Regions from separate parts of the Zea mays genome. Here all the other regions are linked to region 2. The links are chromatin contacts, called in public Hi-C maps. All regions are on one chromosome and are shown on one strand. The core of a region is the stretch at or near the end of the contact, and the rest is flanking DNA. Distances in the headings are between cores, read along the strand shown. Region 1 holds the start of LOC100282058 (pollen allergen Phl p 11). Region 2 holds the start of LOC100192876. Region 3 holds the start of LOC100279568. Region 4 holds the start of LOC100279318 (eukaryotic translation initiation factor 3 subunit 6-interacting protein).

The links. A called contact is a pair of places that touch in the nucleus more often than the background predicts.
Region 1: a Hi-C map of leaf shows a contact between it and region 2, with 4 times the contacts expected there. The contact joins the promoter of LOC100282058 here to the promoter of LOC100192876 in region 2. A contact is called at or near these places in 8 of 25 Hi-C or Micro-C datasets (bundle sheath, ear, leaf and 1 more).
Region 3: a Hi-C map of bundle sheath shows a contact between it and region 2, with 2.6 times the contacts expected there. The contact joins the promoter of LOC100279568 here to the promoter of LOC100192876 in region 2. A contact is called at or near these places in 2 of 25 Hi-C or Micro-C datasets (bundle sheath and endosperm).
Region 4: a Hi-C map of tassel shows a contact between it and region 2, with 4 times the contacts expected there. The contact joins the promoter of LOC100279318 here to the promoter of LOC100192876 in region 2. A contact is called at or near these places in 4 of 25 Hi-C or Micro-C datasets (ear, endosperm, leaf and 1 more).

What each region holds. Positions count from the first base shown.
Region 1 is chr8:28,897,431-28,902,900 of Zm-B73-REFERENCE-NAM-5.0, reverse strand. It overlaps LOC100282058 (pollen allergen Phl p 11), which reads left to right and starts at 3,108. Exons shown (of 1, transcript NM_001154971.1): 1 at 3,108-4,088. The coding sequence starts at 3,177. The coding sequence ends at 3,713. LOC100285507 (mpv17 protein) reads left to right here. Exons shown (of 3, transcript NM_001158399.1): 2 at 1,039-1,142; 3 at 2,257-2,952. The coding sequence ends at 2,656.
Region 2 is chr8:28,558,040-28,563,009 of Zm-B73-REFERENCE-NAM-5.0, reverse strand. LOC100192876 reads right to left here and starts at 1,553. Exons shown (of 2, transcript NM_001138064.2): 1 at 556-1,553; 2 at 1-452. The coding sequence starts at 1,515.
Region 3 is chr8:28,938,386-28,944,053 of Zm-B73-REFERENCE-NAM-5.0, reverse strand. It overlaps LOC100279568, which reads left to right and starts at 4,006. Exons shown (of 4, transcript NM_001152565.1): 1 at 4,006-4,291; 2 at 5,445-5,668. The coding sequence starts at 5,456.
Region 4 is chr8:29,066,602-29,071,564 of Zm-B73-REFERENCE-NAM-5.0, reverse strand. LOC100279318 (eukaryotic translation initiation factor 3 subunit 6-interacting protein) reads left to right here and starts at 3,054. Exons shown (of 7, transcript NM_001152339.1): 1 at 3,054-3,656; 2 at 3,777-4,108. The coding sequence starts at 3,123. LOC100279184 (Putative VHS/GAT domain containing family protein) reads right to left here and starts at 2,689. Exons shown (of 10, transcript NM_001349010.1): 1 at 2,188-2,689; 2 at 1,225-1,303; 3 at 455-553; 4 at 255-368; 5 at 7-146. The coding sequence starts at 2,288.

The DNA of each region.
Region 1 (5,470 bases), core at 1,859-4,358, 340 kb before region 2:
CCTTGATATGATAACGATTCTTCGTTTCTACTGCTACAGTCTTGTCAAATCTATCAAGTCTTGTGGATATCTATAGACTTCTGTGGTGCTGCTAGTGTCAGCTTTTAAGAACTATTGTCCTCTCGTGGCAATATATTAGACGTCAGATATGAGGAGGTTTGATGCTAACGACGGGATAGGACTATAGGAGGTCTGAATGACCGATGATGTCTGGTGCCGCTCCATTTGGGGTAGTATTAGAGACTTTGTGTTGCGACTTAGAGGAGTAAATGGGCAATGCAATGAGATGTTGAAGCACCCCGCCCCTTTTTTCAAAAAAATGGAGGTTTGCTTGGTAAATGGCTTATTCTGCAAATCGGGGGTGAATGTTCTGTCCAAGTGTCCATGTATATTGTCGACCTTTTGCTTGCTGTGACCTTCAGGATGGTTATTGTTTGCTGTCCATTTCAATCACTATGACAAAATAAAGATGGGGTGGGGTTTCCTTGTATTATGTTAATATGCACTAATGGAGTTACACTTTTCATTTCTTTCTTTGTCAGTAATGGCTAGTCATTTGTCTCGTTGTCTTTGCTTCAGATGCGCTTGTTTGTTCTTTCAACTCTGAGCATGGCCAGAATCGGGAGCTTGATTTGATTATCATTAATATGTAATTTACATAACATGCTTGGCTTCTTTGTAAGAAGCAAACCAGCCTTTGAAATACTTGTAGCTAGAGTTCATTTGTTAGGTTTTATCTATAAATAAAGTCAGTGCAGTGCAACTGAAAGGCTGATTATGTTTGCTATGTATTGGCCAGTTAGTTGAAACAAGAAACAAGATATTTATTGCTGTTCATGGTGTATTTGTTCAGATACGAGATTGGAAATTCAAGGAATCCTGACTGGCATTTCGTTTGGTCTTGGGGACCCAATATAAACTATCTGTGCCTCCATGGGCAGTCTATCTATTATTCTTTGTTTGGCTGTCTACTCCTAATTTTGTCATTCTTCAACTTCATTGTTACCCCATTCAACAATACTCTTCTGCCTTTTACAGGATAAAGATAATAAAGACAATAAAGAGTTTAAAGTTGATTGGAAGAGGGTGGGCATCACAAGCTCCTTCGGATTTGCTTTTGTTGGTCCAGTTGGGCATTACTGGTTAGTTCCCTGTTTTTTATCACATGTCGTTATGTCTACCTGTTTACATGTATATTTTCTGTATGATCATAGGTTAATCTCTTACTGTATAACAATAAAAAAACTCGTAAGTCGTAACCATAATCTTATGCTCCCAGTCTCAGTCACCACACGTCACAGATGAAAAGCAAATACAGAATAACAAACACAGCAACACACTCTGATAAAATAACAAAAACATAGGATAATATAGAAGATAAAAGGGCAAAGTGAGGATGTAATCCCAAATTCCCAATTCTGCACTGCTGTTCTCCATTTTAGGTATCTACGTGTTAGTATGAGTGACAGTTCATGGTGTCATATTATCTTTTTTGATCGTAATGGTGTCATATTATCAATAAGCACTTGGCGACTGCTTGAAAATTGATATATCTAACAACACATGATTTGCTTGAATATACTGGGTTATCTTTCAATAGAGTAAATCACGATATAATATTACCAACAGCATGCATGACAACATGAGTGCACAAGTGGTTCACGGAATTTTGCCCCGCTACCTAGTTATGTGGTCAGGCAGTTGACTGTCCACAATGGGCAAACATCAACTTATAATCAAGAGTAGAAGTTTTTTGGCATGTACTTCACAGTTCACAGTTGTACATCCTTATTTGTCATTTTTGTGCTCAGTAGTCCACTTCAACATTGATTTGATTTGCACCATGTCACATGTAGTGACGATGCTATGTTTTGGAGAGTTAGTTGTAAACCACTGGACTATGTTCAGCTGTATGAAAACACAGATAAAAAAATATGATCACACGGGTTTTTGCTATTGGACAGATGTTGATCCCACAATCTCATCACTTACTGCTGCAATTTGTTCATTTGCAAAAGGTAGGTAAGATCTTGTGGTACGGGTGTACTGTACTGCCCCTCTAGGGCCCAAATTTTCTTCTTAATATAATGATGCACAGTTCTCCCGCGTTTTCGAGAAAAAAAAAGAGATGAAAGCAGTTCTCTCCTTATTTTTTGGAGTGAAAAATACGGGCGAACTATTGTGAATTGGACTGCTATATGAGATGTTGTTGGCAGCATCAATATCTGTCACTAAGGCTTTGGTTTTGTTGTATAGGTATGAATACCTGGATCGCATCATCCGGCGGAGGTTTCAGCCTAACACGTTCAAATTCGTCGCCTCAAAAGTTGCCGCGGATGGATTCCTCTTCGGACCACTAGACCTCCTCCTGTTCTTCTCATATGTTGGTCTGGGTCAAGGAAGGAGCATAGAGCAGGTGAAGGAGGACGTGAAGAGGGACTTCATTCCGGCTCTGGTGTTAGGCGGAACCATCTGGCCTGCTGTGCAGATCGCGAACTTCCGCTTCGTTCCCGTGCGGTACCAGCTCCTGTATGTGAACTTGTTCTGCCTCCTGGACAGCTGCTTCCTGTCGTGGATTGAGCAGCAGGGTGACGCCTCCTGGAAGCGGTGGTTCACTTCGTTCCAGAAAATCGAAGACCAGAAGGGTAAGGTTTGATTTGAGTCATGCATGGTTCGTTGTCTGGATCAGTACCTGTAAACTCCGGTTGATCAAGGAAGATAATTGCGATGCCAGCAAGGCTGAACATTGGCGTCGCTATAGAGAATTCTTTTTAGTCTTTGACGGGATGAAACGGTTGCCGAGTTGCTCTGTTAACTGAAGTGCCTGTGTTTTGCCGATGTGTTAAACTTTCTTTTTAGTCTTTGATCCAAGATGCTTAAGTCATGTCTGGGAATGGGTGGAATTGACGATTGCAACGCGAGCAAAAGCTGAATATATATCCTGTTGCAGCAGTTCCAGTCCAGGAATAGCTAGCGAGGGATGGGTGGGGATCATGGACGGCGCACAGGCGCCGACGGACGAGCCTGGAAACGAGCTCCGCCTCTCCTCTCCATCTATCTATCTATAAAGGGCGCATGGCGGCCCCTCGCCGAGAGGAGTTCACGAACGATCCTCTCCCTCTCCCTCTCCGTCCCCCAAGCAAAGAAAAGAAGCTAGCTAGCTAGGCGTAGAACGAATGACGACGCAGGGCGGCAACAGGTCGACGACGACGCTGGTCGCCGCCGTGGCCGTAGTTCTGGCCGTGGCGGCGGCGTCGTCCCTGGCCGGCGTGGCGTCCGCGGAGAAGGCGGGCGGGTTCGTGGTGACGGGGCGCGTGTACTGCGACCCCTGCCGCGCCGGGTTCGAGACGAACGTGTCCAGGAGCGTGGCCGGCGCGACGGTGGAGGTGGTGTGCCGGCACTTCGGCGCGTCCAAGGAGACGCTCAAGGCGGAGGCGACGACGGACGACAGCGGGTGGTACAAGCTGGAGATCGACCAGGACCACCAGGAGGAGATCTGCGAGGTGGTGCTGGCCCGGAGCCCCGACCCGGGGTGCGCGGAGATCGAGGAGTTCCGCGACCGCGCCCGCGTCCCGCTCACCTCCAACAACGGCATCAAGCAGCAGGGCGTCCGCTACGCCAACCCCATCGCCTTCTTCCGCAAGGACCCGCTCAAGGAGTGCGGCGCCCTCCTCGAGAAGTACGATCTCAAGGACGCCTCCGAGACGCCATGATCGTCCTCCGTCCTGTGCATGCCTGCATCCATTGCTGCCCTGCCCGCTCGCCCAAGAATTGAAGATGGTAGCTGCCTTCCGCGTTTTTTGTATTGTGTATGTCTATGCACTGCATTCGAGGGCAGCGATAATGGGCCTGGCCTCGTAAGCAAACGTTCGATCCGCTTCTTTTGATGGGCCTAAATCTGCATGCATGCAGATGTACTGCTACTTCTGCTCTTTTATATTGCTTTTTTTTTTAATTTTATTAACTTCTCGTTTTCTCCCTCATCCCTCGTCGAGGAGGAAGGGTATCCGTTTTGTTTTTATGATGCAAAGGTATCCGTTTTGTTTGTATAGTACAGTATCTCATCTATTTGAGATCTCTTATGGTTTTGTTGAGTTGAAGGAACCATTTGGGGGAGAAAGAGAGCTGAAGTGAATGAGATTTGATAACCACGAGATTAGTGTCTCATTAGTGCATTCCGAGAAGCAAGTGTGCATCCATAATTCTCATTAGCCTTGTTAGATCAAATGAGAGCCTGCACATGTTACTCTTAGTGATTGGTATCACCTATATGGCTTCGTGGCGTTTAGGAGTTTGGTGATAACTCGGTGGTGAGCGTGGGTGGTCTAACTGAAGTTTTAAATAGTTATGGGTGATTTACCATACTAGAGTGGTGAAGAATCAAACAATAGAGAGCATTTGGTTCTTGCATAGATCAAGATGGAGCGACATCCTTGCCTGGGTGCTCCAACAAGGACTAGTGGAGAGTGTTGACTCTCCGATATCTCGACAAAACATTATTATGTTTATAACCCTTAATTACTTTTGAGTATTTATATTTGAGTGATTTAATTTTTGTCTTTGCATTTATATATTTGTCATGCTATAATAGGGTTAGAACATGTAAAAACTTATGTCATGCTATCCAGTAGGATTTAATTGTTGCAAAATTTTTATCTTAGCCAAATTCACCCTTCTAATGAGCATCTTAATCCTTTCACTTGATATTGGCTATTCGATAGGATTTAATTGTTGAGATTTTTTTATCTTAGCCAATTTCACCCTCCTATTAAGCACCTTAATCCTTTCAATTGATATTAGAGCCCGTGCTCATTGTTTTAGGCTTAACTGTCTAGAGAAAGATGTCTGGTGGAGATGGACCCCCTCTTGTGTTTTGAGTGAGACAATTTTCTTTATTGGAAAATTTGTATGGAGGCATATCTTATGGCCATATATATTGGATCATTTAGAGTCTCCACATAAGGCTTTTCAAAACCTAAGGATCCCACCAACCTAGTTGGTGATAAAAATATGAGATACACTATAAAACACGGAATGCAAATGCCAAAAACACACTCTTTAGAGGTCTTTGCAAGGATGTTTTTAACCAAGTGCAAAATCACAAATGCACCCATGCACTATGGTTAGATATTTGTGCACTCCATGAGAGAACAAAAAAGTGAGAGGACCACTATCATATTAATTGTTATGAGGAAATTAAATTCCTTTGAGATGCTTCCTCATGTAAGTGCTCATGAAACATACTTTTGAATAAATATCCTTGTATAAGAAGTCAATGTGCAATTACTTACTCAATTGTCACAACCCGGTGTTGCGAGTAAAATTCTAAGTGTCTTCCTAGCTAATTGATAAGGATGGAAATATTGTCACCGTGTTCCTTAAAGTTGATCTTTCCACCACCACACAAACAAAAATATTAGGGAAGATCAATGCTCACTCAAGATGGCTCCTCATCAAACAAGAAATACTT
Region 2 (4,970 bases), core at 304-2,803:
ATTCCGGGGCACATCCTCCTGCCGGCGCCGAACGGCAGGAGCTCGAAGTGCTGCCCCTTGAAGCCGACGTCAGCTGCGGCGGCGCCGCCCAAGAACCTCTCTGGCACGAATTCCTCGGCGCGCTCCCACGTCGCGGGGTCCCGGCCAATAGCCCAGGCGTTGACCAGCACGCGCGTGCGCGCCGGGACGTGGTACCCCAGGATCTCGGTGTCCGCCGCCGGCTCCCGGGGCACCAGCAGTGGCAACGGCGCGTGCAACCGGAGCGTCTCCTTCAGCACGGCCTTGAGGTAGTCCAGCTGCGCGACGTGGTCCTCGTTCACGCCGGTTGAGCCGGCCGCCGCCGCGCGGACCTCGTCCTGGGCTCTCCGCATGGCACGCGGGTGGGTGACGAGCTCCGCCATGGCCCATTCCATCGCCGTGGCTATCGTGTCCGTGCCTGCCGCGAACATGTCCTGCCGAGTAATTTAAATGGGCAACCACGAATGAACCATATCATATCAAATATAACAAATACGAAATGAATTCATGGATCGGTATGTCATATAAATTTATTACCAAGATGATGGCCTTGATTTCGTTGGTCTCTAGTTGGATGCCGTGCTCTTGGTCCTTGTTGTGGACGTCCAGCAACACGTCCACGAAGTCCCGGTCACCGCCCTCCTCCCCGCTGCGAGGCCGCCGCCGGTGGTCATCGATCACCTTCTCGAGCAACCCGTCGAGCGCCTCGAACGTCCGCCTGATCTTCCCCTCCAGCCCCGTGACGGCGTCCACCCAGCCCAGCCACGGCAGCAGCTCCCCGACGGGCGTCGTCCCCACGAGCTTCTGGAAGTCGGTGAGCACTTTCCTCTGCCGACGGCCGGAGTCGAATTCGCCCAACAGCCCGCGCGCGCTCTCGTCGCCGAACGCGGCGCGCGACACGACGGCGTTGGCGTACTCGGTGAGGAGATCGCTGAGGCCGACGGCCGCGCCACCGGCGCTGTCCCGGGCGACGCGTGCGACCAGCGCGGCGGCCTCCTGCTCTCGGACACGGCGGAAGGACCCGACGTGACGCGCGCTGAGGAGGTGGACGACGCAGACGCGGCGCGCCTGGCGCCAGTACTCGCCGTAGGGCGCGAACGCGACGTCGCGGCCGTAGAGGAGGCGCACGGCCATGGCGCTCGCGGGCCGGTTCGCGAACGCCAGGTCCCGCGCCCGCATCACCTCCTCGGCGGCGGCAGCGGAGGACACGACCACGGTGGGCACGCGGCCCAGGCGGAGCAGCAGCACGGGGCCGTGCGCGCGCGCCAGAGACGCCAGCGCGCGGTGCGGCAGCGAGCCCAGCAGGTGCAGGTGGCCCAGCAGCGGGAGGCCCCGCGGCGACGGCGGCAGCGGCAGCCTCAAGCGGTGGCGCGGCGTGGGAGAAGCAGCACGAGCGGGCCTCTTGTTGCCGGCGACGAGGAAGAGGAGGAGGAGGAGGACCGTGAGCGGCGCGGCGACGAGGACCGTGAGCAGGAGAGCGACGGGTTCGAGTGCCATGTTTGAGCTCTCTCCCTGATTGGAAAAGGCTAACGTTTGGAAAGTGAAGGCGGCGGAGACGTTTCGTTATATGCTTTGTTGCCGTCGCCGGCCGAGCAAGCAGCGCCGCCAATGCAAGGACGTTGCAACGTGGGCATGCGCCGTACACGTGTTACACTCTTTCTGCATTGACGTACGTGAAGGCGCAGTGCAGAGAACGTAGCACGCGCTGTCCCAGCTAGGTACCTTGTACAAACAAGCGACGTCAAATAAAATTGTCTTAAGTCAAATGGCTTCGAATCTGACTGGATTTCCTAATGAGAAAAAAAATAAGATCAGAAGTACCTTTTGTTTTTGTTTTTCTAAAGCAAATATGAAACATCTCTATATTTCACTACTTTAAATTCAGAAGCCAGGAGTCAAAAGCATGGTTCAAGGTTCTTTCAAAACTTCAAATCTGTACTATTCTAAAAGCAGCTACTTCTAAAAAAACAGCTTAGATTCCTATATTTTTGTTGGCTTTTGGTTTTTTTAGAGACAAAAATAAATACGAACAAAAGGTTAATATGAACATTTATAGTTTGAGCTTGCGATGAGTGAAAATCAATAGAGTAACATCTTGGATTGAGTTTGATGGACTAACGGAGACATGACTTTATACAACTTATCTTTTGAGTTGTGGCATGCAAGTGTGGAGTTCGAAGATTGTGTTCTATGGTAAGTAGTTTAGTTAGTGGTATATTGGGAATGTGAAATAGTCTTTATAAATGAGAGGGGTGCTGGCTCAATCAGCCATGTCTGTACTGGTTTAGATTTTTTTTGAAAGGACCGTGAGCAGACGGCGATGGGTTGGAGAGGCATGTTTGAGCTGCCTCCCTGATTGAGCGCATGCATGGCTACGTAAAAACAAAGAAAAGAAAATGTCACTTTCTCCTCTCTTTTTTGGGGTACAACAACAACTGCTTCAGAGTCCACGCGTACTACACGCTCGTTGCCAATGCAAACTTGCCCTCTGATGAAGTCTTGAACCGGCCGGCCGTCTTTGCATCGTGTTTTAATAGGTGCACTAGGTGGGTGTCGCAATGAAAACATAGAATATTACAATAACTTATATATAAATATGTGTTACAATATAATAAAAAATAATTTTATAATCCATTTCTAGGTGAGTTGCTGATACGTTGCTACAATTTCTATATATCACAGTTATATAGCAGTTATGTTGCTACGATTTCTATATATCACAGTACAATGCTCGTACGTTGCGACGACATGTAATTTCGTCTTCTTTGAGTGTTGCACGAGCACGACATGTCACGAGAGCTCAAACCAATAAAACTGAATGAAATTAGACCACATGTCAATCAGTGATTGACAAGACAACATATAACTCTTACCTTCAAATAAGTTCCTTATTGCAGCAATTATCAAACCAATTTCAAATAAATATTAAGATGAATTAGAACTGTTTGAACCAACTTGAGAGCAAAATATAAGCTTGTTTGATGCATATCATAGCCATAAATTTACATGGGAGATGTGATTTGTGACATAACCAGAAAATAGGCATACCAAGCATGTGTCCAAGCAACAACAGGGCAACAGAACATGCATTATTGCATTCAAACATGGCATGAGTTGGTAAGGTTTGTTAAACTGAATGCTAAACTTTCCTCCAAGAGTACTCTTGTGTTTTCCTTTGGTGATTACAGAGCTAGCATTTACAGGAAAACATGTAAGCGCCTAGCTACAATAGCAGATGTCGTCCACAGCACCAAGTTCGTCCATTAAAAAGGGACATCAACTTTGGTGGCTACCCTAATAAAATGGTGCCCCTTCCTAGAACACCAACTATAGGCCATGACAAGGGTTGCGGAGCAGAGACCGCTGTGTCACATGCCATCATGTCATGCAGAGATGAAAGCTGCAATTGGAATTTTATAGTTAGCACACATATTGCCATTACATTACTTTTCCACATAACTAAATTTTCGTGGAGCATATAAAGGAGAATTTAGTGTCATACCAAGTCATCTCTCCTTCTGCAGAAGCAAATCAAAAGCCTGAACAAGGGAGCTCTCCAACCTAACTTTTGCAATATCCTGAAAAATTGACTTGGCCTTCTCAGAACTTATAATAAGATCTTGTGGATGCTTAGTAGGCAAACCGACCAGCATTTGAACCTTAGCAAGCTGGTCAGCCTTAGCCTTTGTTAATTTCCCATCAACAAGAATGACTTCAGCATATTGCACAAAAGCTTTGTCTAAGGTCTATTCCATGCATACATCCTTCAGCCTACAAGGGCCATTTTCAATTTTCAAGAGGCCATTGAAACATAGAAACCTAGAAATTAGAAACAAACGCTAACTTCAGCTCCAACATCAGTTGCACTAAGATAAACGACAATTGTTCAGCTCGGCATAAATTATCTCATGTGAAAGAATACAATAGAATTACCATTTTAAGCCAACAAAGCTTCAGAGCCCACAGAAACTTCATTCGTTCACTACTATAGGTTCATCTTGTTATGTCTATCGTACAACATTCTTAGCTTTTTAGAGGCCGTAGTCTTGAAGAGAGCCTAGATCCACCACTGTGAGAGACTATATCTCACAAACAAATTCACTATTATGGAAAAATGAAATGATATAACAAAAACAGCTAGAGACTGGAATGCTCACATCGAGATATGGACTTTAGGGGAAGAAATTAAAATATAAATCATAAATGTATATTTCTCTTGGAAAAAGGAATGCATGTGGTACCCAATGAATGAAGATTTCCATCATGACAAGATAGCCTTCTCGCCTTCACAAATATCTACCAACTACAATGTTCTAAAAGTATACACCAACCTGAGTATCTAACTATCAGATAATTCGTATCAACAAATAACACAATTCATTCATGTCCCCAGAGATTGAACTCCAGCTGTTGTAAGCTTTATATATCTACTTTTAAGTAGGTGAACAGATAACTTGAACTACATGAGTAGTCGCGTTGATGGTTACAACTACATGAAAGTGTGCTTGACAAAGTGAAAAATCCAAACATGATATCACATGCTGACAAGTGAGGTTTAAATTTAGATTGATTAGGATACATATTTATCGACTTTTAACTTTTTCTGGTTAATAAATAGAAAGGAAGATATAGCAAAAAAATAAATTATAAGCTCTAAAGGTCAAAAAGATCAGCATTCAACCATGAATCTATTGCACGATGGATTAAAAGAAAATCTCCAAATGCTTTCACTGGCAGGTAAAATAGAAGTAAAACTGGGGCAGCATATTAGTATCAGAGTTGTTTTCCAAAGGAAGAAACTAAATAGAAGAATTTTTAAGAAATAGTTCCTTTATTTAAATCATGAATTATGTTGGATAGAAAAATAGAGAGCAAATGTTTGTATGTCTGCCAAATTGCAGGGGAAAATTAATCAACGTAAATTATAACAGAACACCCCCAAATGTCTGTTT
Region 3 (5,668 bases), core at 2,757-5,256, 380 kb before region 2:
TGTGATATGTGTAGTATTTTTTCTTTAATGTTGAAGGTAGTCTTAAGGCAAGTTCATGTACGGGAATTCATCTACAGGATCACGACCCTACGAACAAGAGGGAAGTCGTTAGGATGCAGGATAGTCAATTCTGCATCAATGTTTGACTGAAAGTCTAAAAAACAATTGATCAACAGATCAATGTGCCACAATCAGAATTGAACTATTTTAATTCCTATATAAAAAAGCGATGGCTCATCAAGTTCATGATTAGGAGAAGGAATCGACCTGGTGAGCGATGTTATGTATGACGAGAATGGGGCGAGTGTACTGCATTAACCCATGGTCTTTGTAATTTGCCTTCAGATAAGTAGGTAGAAGTGCAGTGTGCCAATCATTGGCAATGAACACCAAATTTCCATCTCAGTAGCACACACCACCACAGGGAACATGCCAAGGAACCTGCACGTTATGCAATAGTCACATATATAATAAAAAACAATATTCTAGTACAGAATATGCATAAATGAGTAGGGAGAAATCAAGATAATAAAATTCCATTTGAGCAAAAGTTGAGCACAATAGCCCAATTATGTTGCTGTTGAGACAACTGCTGACAGGAATATCAATCAGTCTATAGTTGGCACCCAATGGCACTGCAGGCTTGGCACGCTTCTTTGTCAAGGGATACAATCTAGTCCTAGCACTACCAACAGAAGCCTCATCATCGATGTAATCAAGCCGCGGCGGGACTGCCCTTGGTGGCGGCCATGGTTGCTTAATTCCCCTCACAAGCTTTGCAGAACCAGGACCAAAGCGAGCAATGTACTCCTTCATCGAAGCCATCTGTTCCTGCTCCCATTGGTACTGCTTCAGTTGACACTCTTCAAGCTTCAACTCAAAATCCACAACACAGCCATGCCCCTGGAAGTAATTTGCAGGCTCCTCATCATGGGCAGCCAGCAAGCCATCCTTCTTAAACAAACCGACAGAAGTCCTAGCATTCCAGACCAGCATAAGCACCCAGACACCTGCTGTCAGCACACTGCTCGTGAGCAACTCGCCAAAGGTAACATTGCCACCAGGTTTTGGCCTGTTGTTGTCCCTAAGCACGGTAATCTTTGTGTCCACGATCCAGTCCGTGATGTCAACCAATTGTTGAGTCTTGTCTGCACAAAGGCCTTCCATATTTGCACCTGTGCAGTAGCTATTGATCAGAGCATTGTACATCACCGCAGATGGTGCCTCCTCGCCCTTAGTCAGCATTTCGTCGAACACCTTCGCGGCGTCCTCCATCCATCCACCCAGTCCGTCCCTGTTCTGACTCTGGACGACAGCAGGCTGTCCACCATGCCTTTGCTGATGCCTTGGGGGTTCACCTCCACGATGTGCTGGCCTCTCTTCACCACCACGGGTTCGTTGTCCAGCTCATTGTCAAGATGGTCGAGCATCTCCTTGTCCCGGCAGGAACCAAAGTCCGGATCTGCCTCGTCGTGGTGCTGCGTGTAGATGACGGGAGGAGAAGCCGCTGGCTCCCTCCCCACCCCGCCGGTCCATGGCTGGCAGGAGTCGGAGACGATGCAGCTTGCCAGCGGAACCGGGGCACCGCCCTCCCTGTCGAAGTCATGTGGTGGAGCCGGCGTAGAGCGCGAGGAACGACCGACAGTCGAGGTCGAGGCCGGGGGTGCGCGTGTAGTGCTGGTCGCGGAAGAAGACGTCGACGGAGTCGCAGTCGGAGACGATGTAGCCGTCCAGGCCCCAGGGCCCGCGGATGGTGCCGCGCAGGAACGCTGCATCGACACAGCTGGGCACGTCATTGACCTAGTTGTAGGAGCACATGACACTGGCGGCGCGGCCGTCCTTGACGCAGGCGCGGAAGGGGACGTTGAAGGTGTCCACCAGGTCCTGTGCCGCCACCACGCCGGGCGGGTTTTTCGGCGGTTCGCGGCTGGCGTATCGCGGTGGTCGTGCGGGGTGCGCGGCGTACGGGTTGGGCGGATAGCGGAGGCCGGGGTTCGCGGCGGCGGCGGCCGGGGTTTGCGGCACGCGTGCGGGCTGGCGCGAATCGCGGCAGACGCGCCTTGCGGTTGGTGGCGGGACGGCGGTCGGGGTCACGCCTTGCGGTTGGCGGCGAGATGGCGGCTCGCGCGCGGGCGGGGTTTTCGGAGGGCAGGCGGGCGGAGGGCGAGCGGGGGCGGTCTACGCTCTGCGCTTAATAGTTAGTAGAGATATAATGCCACCTAATTTCCTCTAGCTCAGTCTAGTTTTAGTCTTTGAAAGAGTAAAATGTATAGCCAAACATACAATCATTGCATATAGTTTCTTCAGTTACTTGAGATTGCATATGCATTCGTACAAATTTGGAAGACACAAGCTCCACTTGAGACTGAGTGACAAATGATGTCCCTTTTCTCTCAGACCGCTGTAGCATAGCATGGTTGCATGCGTTATCTTATCTACTACTATAGCAGCAGTACGTCCGCTAGGTTGGATTGGAGCTATGGATCTGGATTGCTACTGTACTGCTAGCGCTGCCTACAGTTCTGGCTGAGAAACACGTTTGCTAGCAGGGGGAATGGGAGGACTAATTTTTTTCCTTATTTCATTTTAAACAGTAATAAATTTTAGTCTCCTCAATCCCTTCCTCACAAATAACGTTGGTTTTCTGGTCGTGACTGTTAATATGAGATTATTAATAAATGCCTTCCTTAGTCTTAATCAGGTAACTAAGGTTCTGTTCGAAAGCACCTAATATTTAAAAAACTGATTTATATAAATTGAGATGGTTCCAAACATACTAGTTTATAGAAATTAGATTCTTAGTTTTTAAAAACCAAAAAATTAGTCTCTCCTAACTAGAAGATAAAAACTGGTATTTTAAAAACTAGGTTGTTTTCAAACAGGGCCTAAGTCTAAGATTTCCTTTCCTTTGCGTTTTATAGTTTCTTTTTTTATTTTAAATAATTATATATGTATTCTATACTACATTTATACATCTATAAATATATACACATATATATCTCAAAATTTGAATAAGACTAATTAATCATAGCTTGTATTTTACAATAAATTCTATTCGTCACTCTGTTCCTCTGGACTTAAAAAAAAGGCTCTTTCGGGACAAAGAAAAAGAAAATATGAAGTATTCAATTCCTACCAGAAAATTTTCTACATGAGCCTTTGCAACACATGATTGAATCCATCAATTCCTTTGAAATTTTTATGAATTTTTTCCCTCCATACAATTTTTGAAGGAAAAATAACAAGAGGTCTAACCTATTGAAAACTTTCCTAGAGTCTCTCTATCCAAATTCCTAGGTACGAAATTTTTTCTCTAGTGGTGTAGCATAGCGTGGAGCTGATATTGAGCAACGAACGGAGTCTAACTTGGCGGCAAAACTTTGACGACGACGCGTTACCTGCTGCAACTCGTCGGTGACGCGGATCTGTAGTCTAGGAAATGCTAATGTGTTCACCGATGTACTAGCAGTAACAACATCCTACACTCCCATCCCACCTGCAAGCAGATTCGGTGCGTTCAGACAAGCCTGCTGCCGCAAGGATTTCATTTCACACGCGGAGCACGTACAGTATGAAATGAAGATCCCTCGTCTTTGATTTGCTTGCCGTGGTCCGCCCTGCCGTACTTTGTCGGGGGCAGCTAGCCTTTATTATTGTTATGTGATGATGAGTTCATCATCGGATACAGTGGTAATGGCACCCGCCACCGCTAGAGGACCCCAGTCCCCCCCACACACAGGCCTCCTCTCCTCTGAGACCGAGGCGCGTCGTCTTTGCCATCAATCGTATCATCGCCACCATGCCTGGTCAAAGTAAATGAACTCACACCGATGGAGGAGCCCCCCTCCTTGCCATCAAAAGCTGGATCGACACGGCTGAGCTTTCGCGTCCGCTGTTACTGTGGCTGGCGCCAGCGCCCAGAGGTAAAGGCAAAGCGAGTAGCGAGCCTCCAGTTTCCTGTGTGGTAGGGCGTAGGGGCATGTGTGTATCTGTCCCTGAATCGTCGAGGACAGTACGAGTAGACTAGCAGTAGTAGCTGTCTGCCCCTCTCTCATCTAGTATCTCTCTGCTCCTTCCATTCCTTGCGACTCCACTGTCCTCCTCCCTCCCACAGATCTTGGCTTCCGTCTCCTACCCCCAGCACAAGCACTTGCAGCTCAAAGCAGCCAGCCAGAAGCCTCGGTCTCGGAGTCGGAGGGACGCAGCCAGCCGGCGCCGCGCCTGGCGGGCGGGAGAGTGCGCTTCAGGCGGCTTCAGTCCAGTCCAGTCCACTCCCGCCAAGACGCAAAAGGTGCCATTTTTTCTTCTTCTTCCGCTTCACTTCAATATTTTCAGTCTAGGGGACGGGAAGCGACGCAGCCTGTGCTTCTCCCTCACTGCTCGCCCCTCTCCCTTCCGGCCGTTCCGGTAAATTCTCTCCATCTTGGTCACCGTAGTTGCTCTACAATCCTTCAGTTTCGGAGTAATGTTCTGTCCACCCGGGCTTCAGATTCAGAGAGGCTAGCAAACGTGCAGTCTGGTTGCGATTTGAGGCCGGCTCATGTCGTCAGTTTAATCCGGTTGTGATTCTCAGCCGTTTCCTGCCGCTACTTGGTCCAGCCGTCCAGGTACAGTTGGGAATCCATGTCAGGCTTTGTGAATTTCGGGAGTAGGGAGGGTGGAGTGGTGGACCGGAGTACCGGACCGGCTGGTGTTAGGTTTAGGATCTTGTCCCAATCCAATCTGGTAGCACCAGTCAGCCTTCACTTCTGTGCCTGCCTGCCTAGTTTCAAGGAGATCAGTCAATCAATGGTCTCTAACCTGTAACCACCACCACCCCTCCTTTACTCCTCCTTCCTTCCCGCTGCACTGCATCCTGGTAAAAGCTAGTGCTCGTGAGCAACTGCTCGTCTTTGAGACTTTCTTCAACACGAACCATGTGAAATTCCAGCAATCATGGATAGGGTAGCTCAGGCGGCTACTGAATGCACAGATGTTCCGTGGAAGCCAGTTCCCCAACCGCTTCCTGTCCTGCCCTTGCCTGCTTATTTGTTCAGCGGTCTCGCTATCCAAGCATCAAAATTTGTTCTTATACCAACTGGCTTCTTGGCGCTTGCCCCCCTCCTCTGAAATTGTATCATTTTCTTCTTTAGAACAAGAATTGTCTAGTCTTAACTTCTCCCTCTGATACGAACTAGGGTTAGATAAGGTTTCCTGTTACTTTGCAGTTTCCTCTTGACTTGGTGTGCTTTCCCGAGTCTTCAGTCATCTCCTGCCTGAAGCAAACTGGCTTCTAAAAATAAATTGTCTTGTCTGAAGATAATGTAATTTTCTACTTCTAAGTTCTACCTCCTTTAATTGACCAGCATATCATTTCTTTAATTCCGTTCTCCGTTTCCTCACATGGAATATACACCATCTGACTGTTTCAGCCTGTCTGTTCCTCCACCTTCTGGTTGCTCCAGAAAACACAGCGATGCACCAAGACAGTTTCAGGTCGGTGGTCTGCAGATCCCTCTCGAAGAGCCTGCCCCCAAGGAGCAAAGATGGCAGCTGTTCCGAAACAGTCCAGTGCACTGTCCCCTGTATCGTCACGCTGCAGCCTTCGGTCTGTCGGAGCTGCCAAGGTCGGGATGTACAGAGCGCGTCGCAGAGCTACAGGGAGGATGAAAGGTCCATGTCGTTCCAC
Region 4 (4,963 bases), core at 1,805-4,304, 510 kb before region 2:
GCACACCTCAAAGCAGGAAAATCATTGGCAGCAGAAGATTCCGCTTCCTGTTGGTCAGGACTACGCATATTCCTTGCTGCCTGAGACTGGCCATTAAACAAAGGTGCAGGTTTCTCGGGTCTCTTCGGGAATTCAGCTCCAGCACGCTGCCAGACAGAAACATAAGATCATAATCTTGTCAAACACACCACAAATCAAATGAGCCAATTGAAAATTTTTGAAGCAATAAATTGACTCGAGCTTCAAAATTATACCACCAACTCATGGTATGCTGCATAGTATTGTGGATATCTTGCATGTGATCCCCCAAACACGTCTTGCCATGTATCTATCAGCACCAATACCTTCTCTTTAACACGAGGATCAGACTGTAACATGAAAACAAAATGCCATCAGAAACCAGCAGTTCATTAGAATAAGAACTACAGTTTTGCAAGCATGAAGCATATTGAACCTTTTTCTTCACTATCTTCACCATATCATGCAATATATCTCTCTCTGCAACATGCATGTGAAGTATATCCCCACAATTTTTTATAACAGTTTCCAACAGCTGAAATATAGAGATATCATCAGCAAGACAATGCTAACATTTTGGCAATAGCTAAATATTAAATTTAAAAATCATCATAACAAAATTATACATGTTCTACACCATATACATATCCTGGACCTCTACAAACATACAAAATACAACAGATGTATTGAGCCTCAACAATTCAAAAGAATTGGGTGTTGGTGTTTGTATTCCTTTGGTGGTTTTAACAAGGAAACAAAATGCGCAAGTTAAAGTTATTAGGATCTCATGAATAAACTAAATAGTAAAAAACAGTCGGAATAGCCTACCACCAATTCCTAGTAAGAATAGACAAAATGTGTTCACTGTGCTCAGTTATCCTGATAGTGTAGCAGAATGTATGAGTATGATCATGAGCAACTGCATATGCAATGAAGCATAGGACAAATGACGGGAACATAAATTGGAACATGGTTGAACATATAACAAAAGTGCAACACATAACTTAGCAGATGATCAGGTGTTTGATTTGTGAAAGCAAGACACAAAACGACAGAAAAAAATCTTCAACAGTTACCAGTGCCAGAGGATCACGTGTTCGATTTTGTGGAAGCACAATACAAAACAATAAAAAAGTCTTTGACAGTTACTAATAGCCTACCACACGTAAGACATAAAAGTAAATGACAAGTCACAGACAGACTTACAGTTAGTGCAAGAAGTTGAACTTTTGGATTCTTGTGGCCAATCCGTTTCTTTAGTGCCTTGACGACATCTTTTGATTGCCTGTTACAAGCATAGATATGGACAATCAATAACAGAATGACAGCAGGGCAAAGCAAATTAAATGGGCTTCTGTTTCAGCAGAAACGAAATGAACATGAGCAACCTAGTGCAAGCTATATCATTTCAGTCCAGTAGAATGTTTGATATTCAGTCCCAATTCTTGGCCATGAACCAAATAAAAACAAAGTGCATCATTTGCCAGCAGATTCAGATACTCAAATATATTGTCATATGCGGAATCAAAACATTTGGACTGAAAATATGGAAACCAGAATACAGTATCTTCCCCATATTCCCACTGGTCTACCTCTATTTTTTTTTTTGCCATTTGTAAAATCGTCTGTGGATATTTTCCCTCATAGATGCAGCGCGCTGTGATTGATCAGGAAAAGTATGTTACAGCACCTAGTTAGGATACAGTAAGGGCCCCTCTCGTGTAGCATTCCCTTTTGCCACACGACCTAATCAGCAAATGGAGCATGGACAGTTATTTCCAAACCAGGGATTGCTCAATTATGATTTGAACAATGATGACCCAATGAAGCCCCCCCCCCCCCCCCCCCCCCCCCCCACCTCTACTGTGCGATCGGAGACTACTAACAGTTTAAAAAAATGACTACACGACGTGAGAATGCAAACGGAGCAAGGCAGGTACATTGCAGAGTCAGAAATGATGATCCTGGCAGAGACGCATGTGGCGGGTAGCTCAATTCGAGCAGCCTGGACCCCCTCTAGTTGGAACCTAACTCCGAGAAGGGTGAGCGCGTAAAACCACAACTGATCGCAGGCGCGATTGAGAATCTCGCGGGGATAGGGAGGGAATCTGATGGCGGGAGCAGCCCGAATCCGAGACAGGTCAGGGTAGCGGGAGAGGGGGTCCGTACCCGGGGTCGCGGTTGCAGATGTCGCAGATCTCCATGTTCTTAGCCCAGTCCGGGCCGATGAGCATGTCTCTGGTGGCGCGGTCCACCATGGAACCAGCCATGGCGGGCGGGGGGAACGGTCGGAGGGAGGCCCGGTGGCGGGGCGGCCGCTGCTGGCCGGATTGGGATCGGCAGCGAGCGGATGGCGCTCGCCCGTGCCCGAAACCACCCGCACCAGGCAAGTTGGCCGCGCACCTCTCTGTGACTGTCTTCCCCCTTTCTTTTTTGCCCCCACCCTCTGACTTTGTGGGGGCTGCAAAAATTAGGTACCTGCACGGCGACCACAGTGGCTCGCTCGCTGGCTGCCGCGCTCCGGGTGGCCGGAGAGGAGGACGTGCCTGCGACTGCGGCTGCGGCGGATCGGAGATGGGGATGCCGGTGGCGGGCGTGAATGGATGTTTCGTTGGAACCGACGGATCTGGCTCTGGCTGGTTGCTTTCGCAGCGGCGTGAGCTGTCCAGTCCAACGCGGACGCGGCGGAGGAATCCTCTCTCTTTCCCGTGAGCAGTGCCCCGTTGGGTTCGTCCGTGCCGTGCGTGTCACCGAATCTGAACCGGAGGCCGGTGCTCCGTGCTCGTGGGACTCGGGAGGGAGGACGCCTCGACGGCGACCCGGCAGCCGCCCGGCCCTCCCTTCCCTCGCGGCTTGCGCCAACCCAAACCCACCAAATGCACCTCGCAGGCCGGCCCAACCTGCAAAAGGCGCCAGTAAGTAGGCCCACGCCTCACCCTACGGCCCACGTAGCAAGCAGCCGCAAAGCTCCCATCTCTCTCACACACACACACTGACACAACACCCAGCCAAGAGCCAGGCAAGCAAAACAATAGGGCTTCATCCCACCGCGCGCCACCGGACCTTGAACGGTTGAACCCCCCTGCCTCCCCAGTTCCCCAGCCATGGCGGCGGCCCCCTACGACCGGGAGGACGGTCTGCAGCCGTCGGCGCCGCCGCACGCGGTGGACGCTTACGATCCCAGCTACGTGCCGGACTCCGTCAAGACCTTCGTGGTGCACCTGTACCGCCACATCCGGGACAAGAACGTCTACGAGATCCACCAGATGTACGAGGGCGGCTTCCAGCGCCTCTCCGACCGCCTCTTCCGCGACGCTCCCTGGCCCTCCGCGGAGGCCGTCGCACCCTACTGCGACGGCGATCCCGTCTTCCTCCTCCTCTACCGCGAGCTCTGGTACCGCCACGCCCACGCCCGCCTCTCTCCGCTCACTGCCGCGCACCGCGCCGAGTCCTGGACCAACTACTGCGACCTCTTCAGAGTCGTCCTTCACGGCGTCGTCAACATGCAGCTGCCCAACCAGTGGCTCTGGGACATGGTCGACGAGTTTGTCTACCAGTTCCAGAGCTGCTGCCAATACCGCGCCAAGCTCAAGACCAAGACGGAGGACGAGCTCAACCAGCTCAAGCAGTTCGACAAGGTTGCTAGTACTTGTCTTGTCTTCCCTTTCCCTTTCTTGCCAGGTGCATGACTCCAACAAATGCCCAAAAAATGGCAGTGAATCACGGCTCTGCTCTCCCTAAATCAAACGTACCTGCAGGCGTGGAACGTGTACGGGGTCCTCAACTACCTGCAGGCGCTGGTCGAGAAGTCCATGATCACACAGATCCTCGAGAGGGAGAAGGAGGGCCTGGAGCAGTTCACCGCCACCGATGGCTACGACTACGAGGGCGGGAGCAACGTGCTCAAGGTGCTCGGCTACTACAGCATGATTGGCCTCCTCAGGATACACTGCCTCCTTGGGGATTACCACACTGGCCTCAAGTGCCTCGGTCCCATCGACCTCAACCAGCAAGGGGTCTACAGCATTGTCATCGGGAGCCACATTTCCACCATCTATCACTATGGCTTCGCAAACCTTATGATGCGCAGGTGTGGCAAACCTACTTTTCTGATCACTATGGCCTACGATTGTTTAGAACCTAGTGCATTGAGGTTGGCACACATAGTTTTGATACCTTTAGTACAAGAAATAATGGAACCCCTAGTATTATACCTTCTTACAATCAGGTTTGAAGCCAGGATTTGAGATATGGGGTGGGGGTGGGGGACTGCTTACAATCTTATTGAGGATATCTGCGGAATGATTAGACATTGCTGAAACATTCTCTCATACTGGCATATGAGACTTACAAAAACAACGACGAAGCCTTTTAGTCCTAAACCAGTTGGGGTAGGCTAGAGTTCAAACCCAACATAAACCATTAATCAAGGTTCAGGCACATGGATTATTTTCCATGCACTCCTATTCAAGGTTAAATCTTTGGGTATATTCCACCATTTCAAGTCTTTTTTTACTGCCTATTACCATGTCAACTTCAGTGTTCTCCTGTCTCTCTTCTCATTGCTATTGCGCCTTAGGATACCACTATGCATTGGTGCCTCTGAAGGATTTTGTTGTACATGTTCAAACCATCTCAACTAGTGTTGGACAAGCTGTTGTTTAATTTGTGTTACCCCTGGCGCATCATGTATATCATCCTCTTGTTACATAGAACACAAACACTAGATGCTTGGCGGCACTTCATCCACTCTGTTTTGATTCTATGGCTAACATCTTTATCAATATCTCCTTCTCTACATACAATTGATCCTAAATACCAAAAGATATTCTTCCTAGGCACTATGATCTTTCAAACTACTATGTCCTTCCTCATGTGTAGTAGTGCTGAAGTCGCATATCATTTATTCAGTTTTAGTTCTACCAAGTCTAAAACCTTTAGAGTT